Linked DNA regions of Mus musculus: region 1 is linked to region 2. Evidence: chromatin contacts called from public Hi-C data. All regions are on one chromosome and are shown on one strand. The core of a region is the stretch at or near the end of the contact, and the rest is flanking DNA. Distances in the headings are between cores, read along the strand shown.

The links. Hi-C and Micro-C count contacts between places; a contact is called where the count stands out from the background.
Region 1: a Hi-C map of Sertoli cells shows a contact between it and region 2, with 2.1 times the contacts expected there. The contact joins two enhancer-like sites. A contact is called at or near these places in 1 of 15 datasets of contacts at CTCF or cohesin (the NIH/3T3 cell line), 10 of 484 Hi-C or Micro-C datasets (Sertoli cells, cardiomyocytes, cortical glia and 7 more) and 2 of 115 datasets of contacts at active chromatin or transcription factors (astrocytes and embryonic stem cells).

What each region holds. Positions count from the first base shown.
Region 1 is chr8:14,634,177-14,641,005 of GRCm38.p6, reverse strand. The region is part of intron 4 of Dlgap2 (DLG associated protein 2); the gene reads right to left. Among named protein-coding and RNA genes, the nearest start is that of C030037F17Rik, 130 kb to the left of the region's middle. Within about 2 kb of position 1,820, at least 53 of the 459 cell types and tissues checked have an H3K27ac peak or open chromatin away from gene starts, as enhancers often do. A contact at or near this core is called in Sertoli cells, where this site is marked.
Region 2 is chr8:14,356,614-14,364,147 of GRCm38.p6, reverse strand. All of the region lies in intron 3 of Dlgap2 (DLG associated protein 2), which reads right to left. Among named protein-coding and RNA genes, the nearest start is that of Gm26184, 87 kb to the right of the region's middle. Within about 2 kb of position 6,102, at least 4 of the 459 cell types and tissues checked have an H3K27ac peak or open chromatin away from gene starts, as enhancers often do. A contact at or near this core is called in Sertoli cells, where this site is marked.

The sequences.
Region 1 (6,829 bases), core at 571-3,070, 280 kb before region 2:
ACAGCAGTAGCTTAAGCCACAAAGCTACTGTGGAAAACATGAGGTTTAAACCTAAAGAGGATGACCCAGCAATGCTTCTGCAATGAATAAGAGATGAAAGAAGGCCAGTGTGGGTTAAAGGGCACAGGCAGGGCTCCATGCCCAAATGCCCAAGGGTCCCAGAGTGGTCACAGATGAGGGTGCCTCCTTCAACGTCGACAAAGCTGCAGTTTTAGGGAGAGTATTTTGTGTATGTATGAAGATAAGAAATACTGGGAGTCAATGCCCCTGAGCTAGGAACAGATGCTGTTGAGATCTACTGGTGCAGGCTTATGAGGTAGAGGGGAGAAAAAGGAAGAAGATACCGGGAAAGTGGAGGGGTGTACTGGCTGGTTTTGTGTGTCAACGTGACACAAGCTGGAGTTATCACAGAGAAAGGAGCTTCAGTTGAGGAAATGCCTCCATGAGATCCAACTGTAAGGCATTTTCTCAATTAGTGATCAGTGTGGGAGGGCCCATTGTGGGTGGTGCCATCCCTGGGCTGGCAGTCTTGGGTTCTATAAGAAAGCAAGCTGAGCAAGCCAGGGGAAGCAAGCCAGTAAGTAACATCTCTCCATAACCTCTGCATCAGCTCCGGCTTCCTGACCTGCTTGAGTTCCAGTCCTGACTTCCTTTGGTGATGAACCAAGGTGTGGAAGTGTAAGCTGAATAAATCCTTTCCTCCCCAACTTGCTTCCTGGTCATGATGTTTGTGCAGGAATAGAAACCTGACTAAGACAAGGGGGAAGGAGGTGTGTGGAGGTACGCCATGTTTACAGAATGCCTTTGTCTGTCCAGATGCCTCACATTCTTTTGTAGCTTTTCAAGGCTGTGTGACTGTTATGCAGAAGGGTTACAAGCCCCCACCCCTGAAGAGAGCTGGCTCTGCAGGTGGTGAGAACCCGGTCTGACTGTGTGTGTCCTACCCATGACTCTAACTCAGGTATTCCTTGAGTGTCTCCATCACTCAGCCCCAATACAAGGGTCCTCTCCATAGTCTATGGCTGCTGGGGACACATAGCAAATCTTCTTGGGAGCCAGTCTGTCTGCTCCATGTTTAATTAGGGTCAGCCTGAGTAAGAAGATGGCCCAGCCGAGCTGTGGACAGTTTCATCCCAGCAAATAGCCCCATCTTAACTCTCCCAAGCTTTACCCCAATGTCCGAGCGCAGACCCAACTGGGCACTGTTTCTTCAATGACCTGCAAGAAATGGTTTGGAAAAAAACAAACAAACCAGGGCTTGGTAAGTTTCCCACTCTGCTTTTCTTCTCTGAAGAAAACCCCATATTTGCGTATAGGGTTTGAGCGTGTGGCTCTCAGGGCAGAATCATTCCCTGTTTCTGATAGGTCTAGGGTTCCTGGGAGCCCCAAGTCAGTCCCAGCTTACACTCTCCTGGTGAGAAGCAGGGCAGCACACAGGCCTGCTCTACCTGCTGCCCAAGTGGCTTCATCTCCCAGCACAGAAATCCAGTTTGGGTTCTCCTCTGCCTGTGATACAGTTCTGAGCATCTCGCCTGGATGTATGTTTGAAGAAGGCCAGACTGCCCAGTCTGCCGCTTGCAGTGTCCAGAGGTCAGGAGTTCTGCTGAGTTGATGACAACTCTGCACTAAGCGTGTGGGCTAGCTGGGTGACACCCAGGGCTCACAGGCCATCAAGTGTGACTGGCTGACAGTGTCATCCACGTCTTTCTAACGTAGACTTATGGGCTGGTTCCAGAGTCCTTCTACAAAGTATTCTTTGAAATGTGCTGTAGTACCAGGCCCTGGCCAGCTGTCTGTGCAGTGAGACCCTGGGGAGCCAGCGAACACACTTGTTTACTCTCCGCCAGAGTCATGTGCAGCCCGTGGCTGGCCCTGCCTCACAGTGAAAACTGCACAGGAACCCTCTCAAGAGATCTAAAACAGGCAGAGTGATTGGGGGCTTATATCCAAGGAAATCTTTTGAGAGTTTAGAGCCTAAAGTCATTAGATCTTATGGAACAAGAGAGCAGGGAATTGGAATTTACTTCACGGTCTGTCTGTCCCCCCTTGCCTGCTTCTGAGAGCTCGGACAATTGCTGTTGAAAGTCTGTAGGGGGGTGAAACCTGGTTGGATCATAGGGTGCTGTCTATACAGAAGGACACACAACCCTTGACATAGGAATCTGAGTATTCATGGGCTAGTTTCATGTCCTTGGCACAGTCAAGTCACACCTCATGATCCAGATTCCCAGGTCCCAGCACTGGGTTATGATAGCCCACTACTCTGAATCAGATCTCAGAGCACAGAGGGAATTCCAAGTATCTGCAGGCAACAGGCAGTGGGGTGAATGGGCCACGGCTGCCCCGTTCTTTTGTTCCCCCAAATCACAACATTGCCAATATGATGCATACAGAAGAGAGCAGCGTGGTACAAGTACTTTCAATATGATGCCTTAAAACATGTACTTTTTTCCCCATTAATAAACAGTCCTGAATTTAGAAATATAAAAAGAAGATAAGGTTTAATAACTTCAACATCTTTCACTCGCCTCTCATCTCTTTTGTCCCTCAGACAGCAGTTTTAAAAGAATATGTCCCCCGGATCTTCACGGGGCAATTAAAAACAAATGTTTAGACAAGGCCCGTCTCCTCAACAGGGCTCATCTATGGCCTCTAACCCCTTGAATTCAATGTGTGCAGCCTGTCTGCGTGTTTATCTGAAGCTTGGAGCAGCTCTGGAACGCAGAGGCCATTTCTCAGGCTAAATTTGGCAGCCGCTTTTGTGGAGAAAGCAAAACAAATCCGTGAAGAATGTTATGTGTGGCAGTCTTCGTTTCACAGCTGATCTTCACAAATGTCTTCGCCAAGGGGGGATGGGTGGGGACAGACATCTGTGCCTGTCACAAGGGTGTGTGCGGAAACTGTACTGCAGGTTCAGAATACCAGGTTCAAGTCCTCCTGATCTCTGTGCGGTGACTAGCCTGTCTGAAGGCTGTGGGATCGGGGTTGCTGACAAGCATCAAAGAGCTTATGGGATGGATGTAATGGCGGTCATATTTTGTAGATGGAGTCACCACACACATAAAGAACAACTGAAACAGGTGATTACATTATATAACATATAGTATGGAGAGAAGCAAATGTTTGCCTGGCCTTCTTAGTTATATGTATCTCATATATGTATATATGTATATGCATATGTATGTGTATGTGTGTATGTATGTGTATGTATATGTATGTGTATACATACACATACATACACAAATATACATATACATCATATACATATATATGAGACCAAGGCCTCACTGTAAACCTGCCAATGTGTCAGGTGACCACAAATAGGAAATAGGTCACTAACAACTCATAGTCTGAGGGTTCATCACCTTTGCCCTTGGAGACAGCTTTCGTGGAGAAAGCCTGAGCCTCAATGGTAGAAAAATCACCCATACCCCCTGCTTCTTTTCTTGGTTCCCCACTACTGGGGGAGGAGTGTTGATCCATGCCCAGCAAGGGGACTGAACCTACCCACTTGGATGCTGAGAGCTGTTTCTATCTGTCAGCATCCCATCAATAATCATGGGGAATCAACAGAAATATATCCGTACCCTACTACTAAAATAATAATAATAATAAAAATGTAAAGATAGTGAGGTTTAGTCTTTAAAGGAGTTCTAGAAATGAATCAATGCATGAACACAGTGATTCTAGTGATATGTTGGGCAGGAGATCTGATGGTTACGAAAGGCTGATGACTGACATTTTCCTTCCCAGGAGCTATAAACTGTATTAAGGTAATGAAGCTAGCTACTTTGGCTTAACATCTTGGAGTTCACAGTCATGCCCAGGTCGAAACCCTTCCTCTGTCCTCAGTGTAAGTGGGCAGGTGTGCTGGGCTCTTTCCAAATGAAGAGCCTCAGACAGCAGAAATGGTGATACTTTGCCAAAGCTTCAAAGATCAGAGACAGTGGCGTGAGCCTTGGAGGGCTGGACACTGACAGGCCACCAGTTATATCCTATGTTTGCTCTTCCAGGCTGTGGTGAAAATAGACACCTGGTCTTTCATTTTAATCACTCAAAAGAGTCATTAAAAACCATGTATATGTGTATATGCTATATAATATACATAAAATAATAAAAGCCTCTATAAAAAGAGTCTATTACTAGCCATGATCATTGTTGCTATTATTTATGGATCCTTTAGTAAACATGTCAGAGGAAATGGGTTTGCTATAGTGGTGGTATTGTCAGGGAGTGTATGGATCCAGGTTTTCTGGATGTCTAAATATACCTTCCACCCTACCATCAAAAGGCAGCTTACACTCCACAGTCTTCAGTCTCAGGTATCTGCCTGAGTGACCTTGGGGGGAGGGGACAACGTTCTCTTTGCATGTGAAGAAGCAGGACATTAATGTCTATAGGTGACTCCTCTGCTGAGAATAATGAGCCTCCTAACACTTAGTCAGCATTATTATTTCCTTCTTATTTCCAGCAAGGATGATTCCAAAAGCTTATTTAGAATCTAAATTAAAATCCAACCAAAGGAACCACAGATCATTGATAACATATAGGGATTAAAATCTTTTTGCCAAGAATGTCATTTTGAACGTGAACACTGAAGCCCGTTAATGAGCCGTAACATTACCCAAAGGGCAAAATTCCACTTCGTGGTTTATTTTACCTACCGTAACATAACTGTTCTCATTAAAAATGAATTACACTTCTGTGCACGCACTGAATCTCTCTTGTCTGCTTTTATTCTGTGGTACAAGGGTTTCTGCTGAACATCTCCAAATTAAGAGGAATGCCTAGCATAACCATCCTCAAACATTTTCTTTGTGTTCCCTTACCCCACAGTCACTGGCCACACTGCCCTTGCCAGATCAGACACTTCAATCATTTCTAAGTGGACACAGAGGACTCCTGTGCTTTGCTGAGAGGGTATGGGAGAGCAAGCACTGAACACGACCCAGTGGAGACAGAGGCACCTTGACTGCATCATGGAAGAGGAGCTTATGGGTGGAGAGGTGACGGTACCTGGCACCTTCCCACTGTACCATGGCACTGCTATATCTATGCCCCTTTGGTTCTCTGTTGCGCTAAGAAGCCATGTTTTCTATCTTCATCTTGGTGGCCTCATAAGTTCATCCTTAGGAATTGAGTCTTCAGTAAGCTTTATGCCTGAGATTGTTTTTGTTGAAAGATTAGCATTCTACCTCAGGGAAAACTCCACTTCACATATCAAGAAATAAATCTGGGATTTCTTCCTTGGCTCTTAATCTCTCGACTCTTGTCTCTCCAGAGCTGGGTCTGGCTGTGAACCACAGTCGTGAGTAAGATGGCCTTGGGATCATGAGTTCCTGGCAGGTGAAAGAGTCCACTGTCTGATAGAAAATGTAACAGGTTATGGCGGGATGGGGTTAGATTGGGATCACCCCAATGCCTGATGCTTCTTCTTTATAAACAAGCTAGAATAGTGAATAGAAAGTAGAAGGCTCAGCATCACAACTCCAGATCATAGCTCTACCAATTATAACCTAACCAATGACTGTGGCTCTACCAATCAGAACCCTGACCAATGACTGTGGCTCTACCAATCAGAACCCTGACCAATGACTGTGGCTCTACCAACCAGAAACCTAATCAGTAATACATTTACCTAACTAGTAAACACATTTTGTGCGACTACCTTCAAGAATGTTTGCTCTCTCTATTTGATGCTCTACAAATATCAGACTACATTTGTCAGTGTTTTTCAAAGCTTCTGTCCAAATGGCCTCTTGGGAAGAGCTTTGGATCACTCGGCTGCTAGTTCTGCTAAGCTCATTCAGGCTGTGTGAGTGAGTTGGTCGTGGGAAAGCCTTCTGTCGTGCTTGGTTATTTAAGTTCTTTTTGACGTATTGTATGGTGCTTTGCTAACACCCCTTCTCTGAGGACTGAGTGTAGGGACACAGAAGTCACCTTGAGAGAGATTAGCCTTCATGATTTCCTTGTTACACGGCATAGCTGCTCCTGATGCCTGGACCACTCCGATTTTTCTCCTTCCAAACGTTTCCTAAATGCCTGTTGCCAGTATGCACAGCTACTGTGAACTTAATTGTTCTGAGCATTCAACAAGAGGAGAGAAGGTCTTGCTAACCGCAGCTACCCAGGCTCATAAGCAGTCTCTCTTAGGGTTGAGCTTTCAGAACAGCTCAGGGGCGGCACTTCTAGAAGATAACACAACACCACCAGTCTTGAAAGCACTGGCATCTTATCCAGCTGGGGCCAGGGTAGAAGAAATGGTTAATATTAAGACAGCAGGGCCAACTCAGGCCAGACATCAGCAAGCCAGGAATGTTGGAAGACAGAGATTCCTCAGCCCCTCTTGAGTGAGAAATGGGCTGGGGCTTGGGAAGAGTGGCAAGATCTGCATTAGTTCCCAGGCCTCCCTTATTCAGACAAACTGTCTCCCAGAACTGAGGAAGACTAGCAGCATGGAATGGTAAGAACAGAGGCTAACTTGTGCTTACAGGCTCTGCTCACTTTCGATTACAATTAAAAATAAATAAACCTCCCCTGGCCAAGCTCCAATGTGTACGTGGAATTACCACCATGGGCTTAGGCTCAGCTGTGAAGTTTAGTTATTCATTTATTATTTTAAAGTAGATTCCCTAAAAGCCTGTCTCTTGTCTGCATTGTGAAGGTGATCTGGACAGCTTTACCTTGGTGACAGAAACACTTGTGCTATGGATGTGTATATCCTGAGGCAACACCTCACTAACCTTAGGATGTGGCAGGTTGGCTGGTGGGGGAAAGCAGGAGAGAGATGGAAGTGAGCAGGCAGGCACGTCCTGTTCCAGGTACTTAG
Region 2 (7,534 bases), core at 4,853-7,352:
TTCCTCCACACACCCACCCACTCCCACCTCCCCGCCCTTGATTCCCCTACACTGGGGCATCTATTGAGCCTTCATAGAACCAAGGACCTCTCCTCCCATTGATGCCTGACAAGGCTATCCTCTGCTACATATGCATCTGGAGCCATGTGTACTCCTTGGTTGATGGTTTAGTTCCTGGGAGCTCTGGGGAGTGGGGAGGGGTCTGGTTGGTTAATATTGTTGTTCTTCCTATGGGGTTGCAAACCCTTTCATCTCCTTCAGTCCTTTCTCTAACTCCTCTATTGGGGACCCCATGCTCAGTCCAGTGGTTGGCGGCAAGCATCTCCCTCTGTATTTGTCAGGCTCTGGCAGGGCTTCTCAGGAGGCAGCTATATCAGGCTCCTGTCAGCATGCACTTCTTGGCATCCACAATAGTGTCTGGGTTTGGTAACTGTTTATGGAATGAATCCCCAGGTGAGACAGTCTCTGGATGGCCTTTCCTTTAGTCTCTGCTCTACAATTTATCTCCATATTTGCTCCCGTGAGTATTTTGTTCTCCTTCTAAGAAGGACCAAAGCACCCACTTTGGTCTTCCTTCTTCTTGAGCTTCATATGGTCTGTGAATTGTATCTTGGTTTATTTAGAGCTTTTGGGCTAATATCCACTTATCTGTGAGTGCATATCATGTGTGTTCTTTTGTGATTGGGTTACCTCACTCAGGATAATATTTTCTAGTTCCATTCATTTACCTAAGAATTTCATGAATTCATCATTGGGGGGGTGGGTTAGAGACAGGGTTTCTCTGTGTAGCCCTGGCTGTCCTGGAACTCCCTCTGTAGACTACACTGGCCTCAAACCCAGAAATCCACCTGCCTCTGCCTCTGAAGTACTGGGATTAAAGGTATGCACCACCATTTTAATAGCTAAATAGTATTCCATTGTGTAAATGTACTACATTTTCTGTAGCCATTCCTCTGTTGAAGAACATCTGGGTTCTTTCCAGCTTCTGGCTATTATAAATAAGGCTGTTGTTAACATAGTGGAGCATGTATTCTTATTACATCTTGGAACATCTTCTGGGTATATGCCCAAGAGTGGTATAGCTGAGTCCTCAGGTAGTACTATGTCCAATTTTCTGAGGAACTGCCAGACTGATTTCCAGAGTGGTTGTACAAGCCTGCAATCCCACCAACAATGGAGGAGTGTTCCTCTTTCTCCACATCCTCGCCAGTATATGCTGTCCTGAGTTTTTGATTTTAGTCATTCTGACTAGTATGAGGTGGAATCTCAGGATTGTTTTGATTTGCATTTCTGTGATGACTAAGGATGTTGAACATTTCTTTAGCTGCTTCTCAGCCATTAGATATTCCTCAGTTGAAAATTCTTTTTTTTAGCTCTGTACCACATTTTTAATAGGGTTATTTGGTTCTCTGAAGCCTACCTTCTTGAGTTCTTTGTATATATTGGATATTAGCCCTCTACTGGATGTAGGATTGGTAAAGATCTTTTCCTAATCTGTTGGTTGACATTTTGTCCTATTGACAGTGTCCTTTGCCTTACAGAAGCTTTGCAATTTTATGAGGTCCCATTTGTTGATTCTTGATCTTAGAGCATAAGCCATTGGTGTTCTGTTCAGGACATTTTTTCCCTGTGCCCCTGTGTTTGAGGCTCTTCCCCACTTTTTCCTCCATAAGTTTCAGTGTCTCTGGTCTTATGTTGAATCAGGACAGGGTTCTTATAGAGCAGGTGAACCCAGGCAGGTGCCAAGTTCTGAAGAAGCCCTGGACTGAGCTCCACTGACACAGCCAGGAGCAGACAGTCTCCGTCACTGAGCACAGGACCAAGAAAGGCAGTTAGCCGAAGAAGATTCAGCAGGTACCACTGTGAGTCCTAGTTTCAAAACAGTAAGATGGTTTGGAAAAGAAGGTGCCTCTATGTTTGGTTCTTAGGAGTGACATGAGATACGTCATGTCCTCACAGGGTACTTGGAGCTGTTGCTGGTTGGGAAAAGATAGGAAGGGCTAAATAGGAGAGTATGACCCACAGCAGACAGAGACTAGGAGATCCTAGTGAGACGCACAGTTCAGCCTGAAGCTGGATCCTGTCACAGCCGACAGCAGTACTTACTTAGCTTATGATGTGTTTAAAGAAGGCCCTGCAGGATTTGTGGGAAGACAAGGCGTGGGCTATGTGGTACCCAGCAAACTGTGCTCAGTTACTAAGCCTGGGGGAGAGCAGCAGGGGACCCAAAGCAGACTCCAGCTTGGGCCAGCTGAGTATGGTCTGCCTCCCATGCATCCAGAGGAATTAGGGAGGACCCTATGGAGAGGAGTTTGGAGCGAGGGATGGGCAGAGATGAACAGTTATTTAAAGCCTTGGCCTGGGGCTCATCTCACCAGTGACAGCTAGGTGAAATGACCTCAAGGGAGGTTAGGTAGCAAGAAATGACCATAGAAGTGTGGCGCACAGAAGGGCCTGAAGGTCAAGGAGTAGCTGTAGCTGTATCAAACAACTGGACAGTATTACATTCCAGAACTACTCTGGTTTTACATGGGAGGCCACTGGTGACCCTAAGGGCAGGATCATAGAGCAGAGCTAGCCACAGAGATGGGATCTCAGGAATGAAAAGGAAGATTAGGAGGGAGAATGGGGAAGGGGGGAGCAGGTGAAGCAAGGAAGCGGGTTGCAAAGATGAGGAAAAGCTCACTGCTGAGTTAAGATATGGGCCAAGGAAGCATCCCAAGTCACCCACACGGTAGCCAGACCAGGCGTATGGGTGATGACCGGGCAGATACTGCACAGTGATGGACAGGGTCAGCTGTGACTGAGGCAGAGAGGGAGGCACAGAGAGCAGTGCTGATGGTGTGTGCTCCACCTGACCGATGCTGGGTTTTAGTGATGTGGCACGACAGTTCAAGTCTACTTGAGCTTAAGAGTAAGAACTGAGACCTGGAGCCAGAGCAGGAGAGGAAGATTAGCAGAGTTCTGGAATTGGGGGCCATGATCCCAACAGACAAAAATCCTGTGTTCTGAAATCCCCCAGAGAGCCTGACCTCCTGAGGGTAAGTTCTGAATGTCGAAGTGAAAGAAATGTAAATCTGGAAACAGTCTAACAATTACTAAAATAGGGCTGGAGAGATGGCTCAGCAGTTAAGAGCACTGACTGCTGAAGGTCCTGAGTTCAAATCCCAGCAACCACATGGTGGCTCACAACCATCCGTAATGAGATCTGATGCCCTCTTCTGGTGTGTCTGAAGACAGCTACAGTGTACTTACATATAATAATAAATAAATCTTTTTTAAAAAACAATTACTAAAATAGCATTTATTTATGGTTAAAATGGTATTTAAGAGATAGAAAACTAGCACAGAGCACCACCCAGGCTACTTGACCTGATAATGTAGACCTAATAACCAAGCACACATTTGCAAATCAAACACTCAGTCTACACACAAGGATAACAGCCAGGGCGGGCAAACCATACGCACAGAGCCACACTTTTGAAACAGTAGCTCAATGGCACACGTCACCTGTATGGCAACTGTGTATGACGGCCTTGTATCACATGATACACTAAGAGTTTTAGAGAAATCCATAAAATAATAAATATGTACATTTTAAAAACTGGGGTGGGACATACAATTTGAGACACCCGAAGAGCTGGTATCTCTGAAAGTTTCTCTGCCATACAGCAATCTCCCTTCACTTGCTGAGGAACTTTTGACAGTTTTTGCAAACACAATGCAGTCAGTCTGCCTAGTCTTAGCTCCTCCTGGGCACAGCTGGAGACTCAACTTTGAGCTGACTCTCTGTCACCATGAGCTGAGCTGTCCTGTGTCTGTTGCCTACGATGTTCCATCTCCTCGCTGTGCACTATGAGAGACTTCACTGCGAACTGTGTCCTGTGCCCTCACTGTGAGCTAGGTCCCCTCCCGTCCCCATGAACTGGGTGCCATTCTCCAGCTTCAAACACCCAGTACAATACAGTTGGTACAGAGTAGGGACTGGTTTGCTACGTGAACCTCGCAATCAGAGTTTGATGGAGCACTGCCTGGGGAGGATTCCTGTACATGGACCCTGTCCTTTGCAGACTTGCACATATCCCTCACTTGTATGAGTGACAGGTGTCCCATGGCAGGGAGACCCCTTAGGATACTTCTCACAGCGCAACAGCCTCATCCCCGCTCAGGGCTGTGTGAGGGAGGAGGAAGGAGTGGAGTGTTGAGTCCTTTCTCTGGAGTTGAACCAGCAGAACAGGGCCTGCACACGGTCACCCAAGGAACAATGGGCCTCTATGCTGAAAGATGTTTGTGGGCTGCCTCCTTCCTCCAGAAAAGCCCCCAGACTGCACAGACACTGTGAGACCTACCACCAGTAGTTACACTTTACGTAGCTCTCCTCCAGCTAAACTCCGGCCTTCTTCTTCTACACTTATCTTCTCTGACTTGTCACCGAAGCAGGCCTTAAGTCTACCTCCTTCCTATTTTATACTCTACTATTCTATACTATAGCTTCCTAAAAAGAGGCCAAGAGGCATTTCTTCTTCTAGGTACCCAAAACACAGGTAATAGGTGCCCACACGGAGGCTTGCTTAACTCACCATTGGCAACTGTGGTGGTTAGAATATGCTTGGCCCAGGGAGTGGCATTGTTAGCACATGTGGCCTTGTTGGAAGAAGTGTGTCACTGTGGGGGTGGGCTTTAAGACCCTCATCCTAGATGCCTGAAAGCCAGTCTTTTGCTGTTTGCCTTCGCAACAAGAGGTAGGACTCTCAGCTCCTCCAGCCCCATGCCTGCCTGGATGCTGCCATGCTCCTGCCTCAATGATAATTGACTGAACCTCTGAACCTGCAAGTCAGCCCCAATTAAATGTTGTCCTTATAAGAGTAGCCCCTGTCATGGTGTCTGTTCACAGAAGAACACTAAAACAACAACCCAACACACTAACCATCCTTCTACTCACAACTGATCTCAATCCACTCAAGCCAGTCACGGTCATCTGAGGGTCTTACCTGTTCTGCTCCATCCCTTCCTCTATTGTGGCACTCCTGGCCTTCCTTCTCTCTGCCACTAATCAGGTATTTTCCATTCACTGTCACTTCCTGGGGATCAGCTACACCCACAAGGTATAGCACCGACTTTCCACTGGTGGCAGTCGCTTCACCAGCCTCTTCCTCATGGGCCTTATCAGCAGGTATGCAGTCACAGTGGGGTTACAGTCTGAACCCCCCCCCATGGCCTTCAGCACCCACAGCTTTCCAGATACCAACTCTCCCCAGGTTCATGATAGCCACCACTTGTATTTTGGCCTTTATCAATCCAGGAGAGCACTTGCAAGTTTTCAAGATCCTGGAGAGATGGCCCAACTGTTGTCTGGCCTCTCAGTCAGAATTCCCATTACTTTGCTTCTTTCTGAACTTCGCTTCTGTATATGTATATGTGTATGTATATGTATCTTCTGTATATAATGTGTGTATATATGTACATATGTATATGTGTGTGTATGCATATGTACAAATGTATGTATGTGTGTATGTATGTACATATGTATGTGTGTGTGTGTGTGTGTGTGTGTGTATGTGCTATCGTGAAGGCACAGGCTTGCTTCTGTATCCAGCCCCTGCCTACATGTGAACTAAGGCTGCACACACTCTCAGCCTTCACCTACTGGGGACCCCACCTGGGGATGTCACAGTAAACGCCTCCACAGACACAGCCCTACTCCCCTGAGCTCAGACTCATGCCTTTCCTCCCACCAGCTACATAGCCCTTGAGAAAAGGGTGACAAGCCTGAAGCTGTCCTTTGACAGTTCATGTTTACAAGATATAAACAATTCTCTCCTTTTTTTTTGCTAAATATTAAAGTATCAAAAATTACATTCTGTGAAGGCCCTGTGCCAGTATGTCTTTCATGATACCTCTAGGAGCTGTCCTCAGATCTACAGAAGTCATGATATGGATTTTCTTCCATGGGAGCTGTGACCTTGAGACAGACCACACTCTAGACTGATGTTGTCCCTGTTTTGAGGCAGTGAGAGCTCCTATCTTTGTATCCCTGTATACTTGATCAGCCCCCATGAGAAAGCTGGTGCCAGCTCCCTGCAGCCCTGCAGATAGTGAAGGATTTTCCACTCCAAGGCAGAGCAGGACTACATACTTCTTTTGCCCCAGCAAAACATCTGTCTCTGCCTTGCAATGCGGGTGCACGGCTCCATCTAGGGGACAAAGTTACTTCAACAGTGAATACTCAGAGAGGTCTAGGGTTACCTAGAGCCCCAGAGAACAAAAGGCAGAAACTATTTGATCGCGTTTCTGACAGAAGAACCCAGCTGAGACCCTGAAGAGCTTCCACTGGGGTGGCAGAAAAGACACAGCTCCATGGTTAAGAGAGGAGACATCTGTATCATCATGCCTAGCAACACAGCTGTGTGATTGGAGGGGAAATGGCCCCCGCAGCTCATAGCTTTCAATACCTGGTCTCCAGTTGGTGGAACTTTTTGGGAAGGATTAGGAGGTGTGGCCTTGGCGTAGAAGGTGTGTTACTGGGGGTGGGCTTTGAGCTCTTAAAAGCCTGATGTCCTTCCCAGTGTTCCCTCTCTACCTTGTGGTTGTGTCAAAAGATGTGAGCTCTCAGTTGGTCCTGCTGCCATGCCTTTGCACCACCATCACAGATTCTGACCCACCGAAACCATATATATGCCCAATTAAATTTTATATATATATATACATATATATATATATATATACACATATATATATACACACACATATATATATATACACACACACACATATATACACACATATGTATATACATGTACATCATACAGTATACATATATGTGTGTGTATGCATGTGTATATTTATAATATTTAAATTATATATACATATATTCTATATATCATGTATACATATGTATACATGTATATATGTGTACATGTATATTTATATTTAAATATATATTTAAATTACATATTATATATATGTATGTATATGTATCCTTAGCTATGCTGTTTCCCCCACTGCAATAGCAAAGTTACTAACATAGTAGTTCACAGCTCTTTTACTCCCTTATAAGCTTCTCAGGTTTATGGACATACAGATGCATACACCTTGAGGCCATGGTGCCCACTCAAAAGGGAAACTAAAGAAATCAATGGGAATGTAGGTCTCCATCTACCCACAACTGTAACCACTCTGGTCAGATTTATTACTGTATTCACACAAGTTTCTTCAAACTGTTTTAAAATTCAGAACATAAAAAGCAGCAGGTATGTTAAGGGAGGAAACTTGGTTCACGGACAACAAGGCATGATGTGAAAACGGGAGCAGGGACTCAGAGGTAAAAACAGATGCACAGCCCCGCAGAGCACACAGTGGAGCTCACAGGTCAGGCTCCAGCTCCAAGGGGTGGGTGAAGCACCTGCCTTGAGCTCTTCATGATATGGGTTGTAGGATCTGCTCGGTTTGTAAAGTGTTTACTGCACAGGCTTGAGTACCTGAGTTCAATTTCCCAGAAAAGAAAAAAGAAACAAAAGCAAAACCAAAACACAGA